Linked DNA regions of Mus musculus: region 2 is linked to region 1. Evidence: chromatin contacts called from public Hi-C data. All regions are on one chromosome and are shown on one strand. Each heading gives the region's core, a stretch centred on a gene start, on an enhancer-like site or on the middle of the called end of the contact. The rest is flanking DNA. Distances are from core to core; before and after follow the strand shown. Region 1 overlaps Agap1 (ArfGAP with GTPase domain, ankyrin repeat and PH domain 1). Region 2 holds the start of Prlh (prolactin releasing hormone).

The links. Hi-C and Micro-C count contacts between places; a contact is called where the count stands out from the background.
Region 2: a Hi-C map of cortical neurons shows a contact between it and region 1. The contact joins the promoter of Prlh here to the enhancer-like site in region 1. A contact is called at or near these places in 6 of 39 promoter capture datasets (the 3T3-L1 cell line, frontonasal cranial neural crest, hippocampal neurons and 3 more) and 4 of 484 Hi-C or Micro-C datasets (B cells, cortical neurons and palatal mesenchyme).

What each region holds. Positions count from the first base shown.
Region 1 is chr1:89,655,408-89,658,375 of GRCm38.p6, forward strand. The region is part of intron 6 of Agap1 (ArfGAP with GTPase domain, ankyrin repeat and PH domain 1); the gene reads left to right. Among named protein-coding and RNA genes, the nearest start is that of 4933400F21Rik, 27 kb to the right of the region's middle. Within about 2 kb of position 1,479, at least 56 of the 459 cell types and tissues checked have an H3K27ac peak or open chromatin away from gene starts, as enhancers often do. A contact at or near this core is called in cortical neurons, where this site is marked.
Region 2 is chr1:90,951,625-90,954,882 of GRCm38.p6, forward strand. Prlh (prolactin releasing hormone) reads left to right here and starts at 1,484. Exons shown (of 2, transcript NM_001101647.1): 1 at 1,484-1,580; 2 at 2,225-2,388. The coding sequence starts at 1,484. The coding sequence ends at 2,388.

The sequences.
Region 1 (2,968 bases), core at 229-2,728:
CTTGACTTTGCTCCGTCCTGAAGGTAACTGTTTATTACAGTCGGCATTTAAATCCCCGATTAATAGGAGCAATTAAACAATAGCTTCATTTCCAGCAAATTAACAACCCTAATAGGTAATTGCGACATAAATGAAGATAAATTTGTTTTAATACAACGAGATAAAAAGAATACAGACAAGAACTGAATCTCAGATTAAGAGTTCAGACTACCATTCATTACTTTAGGAAAAACTCAAAAGGCCTTGCCAGGAGAAATTACAGTGTGGCTTTTTAAACGTGTCTTAGATTAGAGGGCTTTTTTTTTTTTTTTAAAGAGAGTAATGGAAATATTGTCGAGGCTGAGGGCTAGCTCAGCAGTAGTATCCTTACCTGGCATGTTTAGGAATTTGAGTCTCATCCCAGTATTAAAAATGAAGAAAACCAAGCCTTCTTGAATGATTGAGACACATAAACACACACTAACTTATTGGTATACAGGTACTGGCAGATGGAAAGATGGGCATAGTCAGATGTATGTAGATATCTTGGTCTCAGGAGGAAGGTAAGTCACCATAGAGTCTCCATTCACCATGGCCACCAATCCATCCTCCCTTGATTTGCTGGTAGCCTGGGGACCCCAGTGGTGGCTCTCTGTTCAGAGCCTCTCACAGGGCTTGCACTGACAAGACTTCGAAAAGCAGAGGCCCAGAGGTCCACAATGCCTGTTCAATATTCCGGGCTCAGTTGCAGGAAAAGCCACCTTCTTCCTTAGTATTTGTTCTAGTTGGGAAACTGTTCTAAGGGTCTAGAGATAGGTTTTTAGGGAACATGGATGCAATTGGGCCAGCTAGTGTTTATGAATGAGAAGGGCTGGTGGTCATGCGGGATAGTTGGAAGGAACTAGACTTGAGAATAGCTGAGAGCAGGTTTGAATGGTGACAAGCAGAGACTTAAAGCCTGTTCTGGCAGTAGGACTCCCTTGCAGAGTCACATGACCACAGAAGGATCCCATGCTGTAATAGAAACTGTTAGGGGTAGCAGCAGTGTCACTGAGCTGTGAGACACCGCTCCCCCTTTAATAAGAGTCTTGCCGCACAGCCAGCCTGGTGAGCATTACCCTACAGGAAGGGTAGACTGACAGCAGCCAGTCTCTGGAGCCCAGAGCCACCCCAGCACACCCACAGCACACCTGAGTCCTGCAAGCCACCCCAGTGTTCTTATCCTCAGAACCAGTGTGGGTGTTCCTTGTTGCCTGCAGGCTGGCAACCACACACTCTGCATTTCGAAGCCTTGAAAATGAGTATCTAGTCCTCATTCTCATTTCTCTTCCTCTCATCTGTACTAAGCCTTCTGTCTGAAGCCCTCTGTCAGTCATCCCTTCCTGCATTCCCGTGGGTGTGAGGTGACGCATGTAAGCATTAAAGCATGCATCGAGTGCCTCTGCCATTTAGATGACCTCACAGCTTGGCTGGATCCCAGCAGGGTGTTCAGATGGCAGACTGCTGTTTCCTGGCTTGGGAATTACCTCCAGCTACTCGGGAGCCTGCGCTGCCTCTGCTTCTCCGTTCTCCTACGTCTCCCGTTTTGTTGGCTTGGTTTTGAAGCAGTGTCTCATGTAGAACAGGCTGGCCTTCAGCTCGCCAAGTAGCAAGGGATGATCTGACAGCCTCACTTCCACTTCCTAATGCCAGAATTACAGCTGTGCACCATCTTGACCAGTTTATGCCATGCTGGGGGGAGGGGAGCCCAGACTCCTCCATTCTTCACAGCCGAGCTTTTCCCAGCCTTGCTCTGTTTCCTCCTCCTTCTTGTTCTGTTCTGGCATAGCTTTCTCTTTCCTGAAAACTTAGGCACTGCATGAACAGCTGGTGGACAGAACATGCCTCCAACATGTACTGACTTTGCCATTTTTGTGGTGAGAAATTTTTCTTTCTTTTTTTCATTCCTAAGTCACACATTCAGAGCTATATGGATAACTTGGTAATTAATTTCTCCTTAATTAATAAGCTAGTTTAATGATCACTCTCCTGTAATTTAAAGTGGAGACATTAGTGGATCTTCTATTTGTCCCTGGAAGATTTACAGTCTGCAGTCATTTTTTGTTAATTATGGGGGTTCCCCAGGTGAGCCCCTTATAGCTCTCCACCAGGTCCTTTTGGTGAAAGGTATAATAGGCTTGTTTTGGCGCTGACTTACAAGAGAGAAGCATAAATCATGCAATGATTACTATCCAAAACGACTAAGCTTTTAAAATATTTTTGGGGCAAGGTGGATTGGCATATTTGTGACCCCAGAAGTTGGGAGATGTAGGCAGGAGGATTGCTGAAAAGATGCCAGCCTGGGCTACAAAGAAAGACTATCTCAAGTAGTCACTGTACAGTATAACTCATGTCCATCATGTGGCTGTTGGCCTTTATAAGCACAGCTGTTACAAACATTGAAAATACTATTTTTATTATTTTATATAAATATTAGTATAGTTAATTATCTAAAATAGTACCTTGAGAATGGGCCTTCCAACTCTAGGTTAGCATTTGCAACTGTTTTTCCCGTAGCAGCTCCCTTTTAAATCCTGTCTTCACTTGGGTCTTATCATGGGTCTTAAGTACTTTAGTCTGTATACTGATGTATACTGATGTATACTGATGGCAGGGCTGTGTGCCATTCTCAGCTCATAGCTCCTGCTCTTCCCACTCCTTGGTCGTCATCTGGAGCCTCTAGGGCAGCGGTTCTCAGACCCTAACGCTGCGACCTTTTAATACAGTTCCTCAGGTTGTGTTGAGCCCCAACTATTAAATAATTTTCATTGCTATCATAGTCATAATTTTGCTGCTGCTATGAATTGTAATGTAAATAGTTTTGGAGAGAAAGGTTTAGCAAAGAGGGTTGCAACCCACAGGTTGAGAACTGCTGCTCTAGAACCTTGTGGGAATTGATTTGAGATCTCTGGGTGTTCTAGAAGAGGTGGCAAGACTTGTGTTAAGGTAG
Region 2 (3,258 bases), core at 234-2,733, 1.3 Mb after region 1:
TTTGGGTTTTTTTTTTTTTTAAGAAGGTAAAAAAAGAAAGGAAAGGAAAAAAAAGACGGAGTGTCTTGATGAGATGATGAGAGAAGAGACGTAGTGGAAACTGCAGGCTATAAGCAAAGACGCCATCTCAAGGAGGGGTCTGGGGGCGTCCTTTGCCTCCTTGTTGGCCTATAAAAGATAAGCAGGCAGGCAGACCTCACCTCACGCCCAGGCAGCCTTATCGCCACACTCAAGGGACAGAGAGAGGGTGAGTAACTTGGCAGTGCTGGAGAGGGCTGGGTGTTGCTGTGACTTCCAGCTTCTCCACAAGTGTTTTCTCTGCCAGGCTTACTGGGCAGCCAAGTGCGGGCACCAAGCAGGACAAGCAGAGAGAACTACCTGTGGTCTGTGGTCTAGGACCACACACCATTCTGGGGTCTCTGACACTCAAGGGCTGTCCATGATGGAGGGCAGGTGAAGGTGGCCCTCAGTGGGACACCTCAAGCAAAGCCCAGAAGGCACCCTCCAGAAAGGCTCAGAACTCAGGATCAGTTAGCATTCTCAGTCCCCATCACCCAGCCTGAGTGGGTGCAGTCTTTACAATGATTCATGGTGGCTCCTCCATTCCTCTAGTTAGGGTTCCCCTTCACTGTGTGGGACATCCCAGGAGGAGGAGGAGGAGAGGGTGGGCATTTAAAGAGCTCTGATGGACAGCGCTGTGTGGACAAGGAGAAGCTGGAGCGTCAAAGTCAGCTGGGGGGGGGTCTTCCTTGAGCATCTTCTAATAGGACCTGAAATGTCAGGGGTAGGAAGAAAAGGGTCCCCTGCAGGAAGTATCACAGGTGGATGCTATGTGGTAGGTCAGAACACTCCATCAGCAGGGTACCAGTTCCCATACACAGTGGCGGCAGCCTTCCCATGTCATTCAGGGGGACTCTGTGAGGAGAGGCCCATTCTGGAGTCTCAGCAAACTGAGTCTAAAGTCCTGGGTTATTGTAGAGGCTGTGAGGTGTGAGCTCTCTGGGGATGTGGGATGCTAAGTGTCCTCCATTGCCTGCCTGGCTCTCAGTGTCAGGAGATCCCAGACAAAGTGTGAGGAAAGCCTGGGCACTGAGGTTCCAATATGTTCCAACTCCTAGCTACCTCTGAGGTTGGGCAAATTGTTCTCCACCTCTGCTGACCACAAGGCTGCCCATAAATCTGCTTCCCACCAAGGCCTGGGTGTCTACCTCCCAGCTCTTGACACAGATGGACAGACAGACCCAAGGATGTCCCAAGACAGCCACCTGTGCACAGCTCACACCTCTCCCCTGATAATTGTAGCTATGTGCACTAAACATATGCATTTGCACACCTCATAGGCACGGACACGCACCACACACACACGTACATCTGTACAAACAACCTAGGGTCCCTCCTGGCTTTGTGCATACAACGTACTCTGCATCTCTACCCCCAGGCTTCAGGATCCAATCTCCAGGGCATCATCCAGGAAGCCGGAAGCATGGCACCGAGGACCTGGCTTCTGTGCTTGCTGCTGCTAGGCTTAGTCCTCCCAGGAGCTTCCAGCCGAGCCCACCAGCACTCCATGGAGACCCGCAGTGAGTGCCTGGCATATGGAGGACAGCCACTGTCACCTCCCATCCATATGCTTCCCAAATGCCTTGAGTACCCAGCCCCTGAATGGGAGGTTAGCCATCTCCTAAGCCAGTGGTTTCCAACCTTCCTAATACAGAACTTTTAATACAGATCCTTATGTTGTGGTGACCCCCAGCCAGAAAATTATTGTGATGCTGTTTTCATAGTTGTAAGTTTTGCTACTGTTATGGATCATAATGTTAATATCTGAAATGCAGGATGTCTGATATGCGCCCTTCCCCCCAAACAAAAGGGACACAACCCACAGGTTGAGAGCCTCTGGGATCTAAGCAAAAGCTACCTTACCATGCAGTCAGTTGGGAGATTGGTCCTGTTAAGATCTCCCCAGAATGGTCCTGTTTCCTGTCCTCATCATTCCCCTAACCCATCTTTGTGGGGTCCCTTAAGACTTTGGAGGATGACAGTCAGACAGGAAGAGAATACTGATCCTGGCATATGTCTAAATAAATTCCCTAAAGCCACACCACTGCCCAGATATGCCCAGCCAGTGTAATCAGGGTGGGTGCCAACATGGCCTGGTGCCCAGGTTTCCATCAGCTTAGGGGCTCCCGTGTCCCATACGCTGCTCTGACTCTTTCCTTTCCAGCCCCTGACATCAATCCTGCCTGGTACACGGGTCGTGGGATCAGGCCTGTGGGCCGCTTCGGGAGGAGGAGGGCAGCCCTGAGGGATGTCACCGGACCTGGCCTGCGGTGCCGGCTAAGCTGCTTCCCACTGGATGGAAGTGCCAAGTTCTCTCACAGCTCATGAAGACAGTGATGCTGAGCCCAAGCCCACCCTCCCTGTCCCCCCGCAGAGCCTCCTCCACCCTCCCTTTCCGGTTTTCCCTCTGATCTAATAAAAGTGCTGGCTTTGTTTATTGTACACTTGTAACTATGTGGTAACAAACCGGAAGGTGCTTTCTCTCTGGGGAGGGTAACCATGAAAGAAGCTCAGAACCCAGTAACCTCTTTGGAAAGAAGAGGCTCCCACCTGCCCCCAATAGAACAACTGAGATCGCTCATTACCAGGCCCCACAGAGGTTGTCCTGGTCCCTTAAGACCCTGCAGTGGGGGAAGGGAATGTTGATTCAGTGTTCCTATAAATTCCTGTTCCCCAAAACCACATCACTGCCCAGAAATGGGGTGCCCTTTTCTTGGTCACTTGTTCCCACAAGCTTCCACCTACACAAGGTACCCTGAACACATGCTCAGCTTGCATACTGCATAAAGCCAGGGTAACCACACACTACACTATGTAAGATACTTGGTCCCAGAGAAAAGCCACACAACGCCCCTGGCATGGCTCACGTCCTTCTCTTGGCATTTTTTGGTTTGTTTTTTTTTTTTGTTTTTGTTTTTGTTTTTTTGTTTTTTTGTTTTGTTTTGTTTTGTTTTTGTTTTTTTGTTTTTTTTTTGTTTTTTTGGTTTTTCGAGACAGGGTTTCTCTGTAAAGCCCTGGCTGTCCTGGAACTCACTTTGTAGACCAGGCTGGCCTTGAACTCAGAAATCCGCCTGCCTCTGCTTCCCAAGTGCTGGGATTAAAGGCATGCGCCACCACGCCCGGCAGCATTTTTAAGATTAACATTTAGAGATGTTTAGGGGTTTGCTGCAAAAATTAGATGCTATCAAAGTGTTGTTC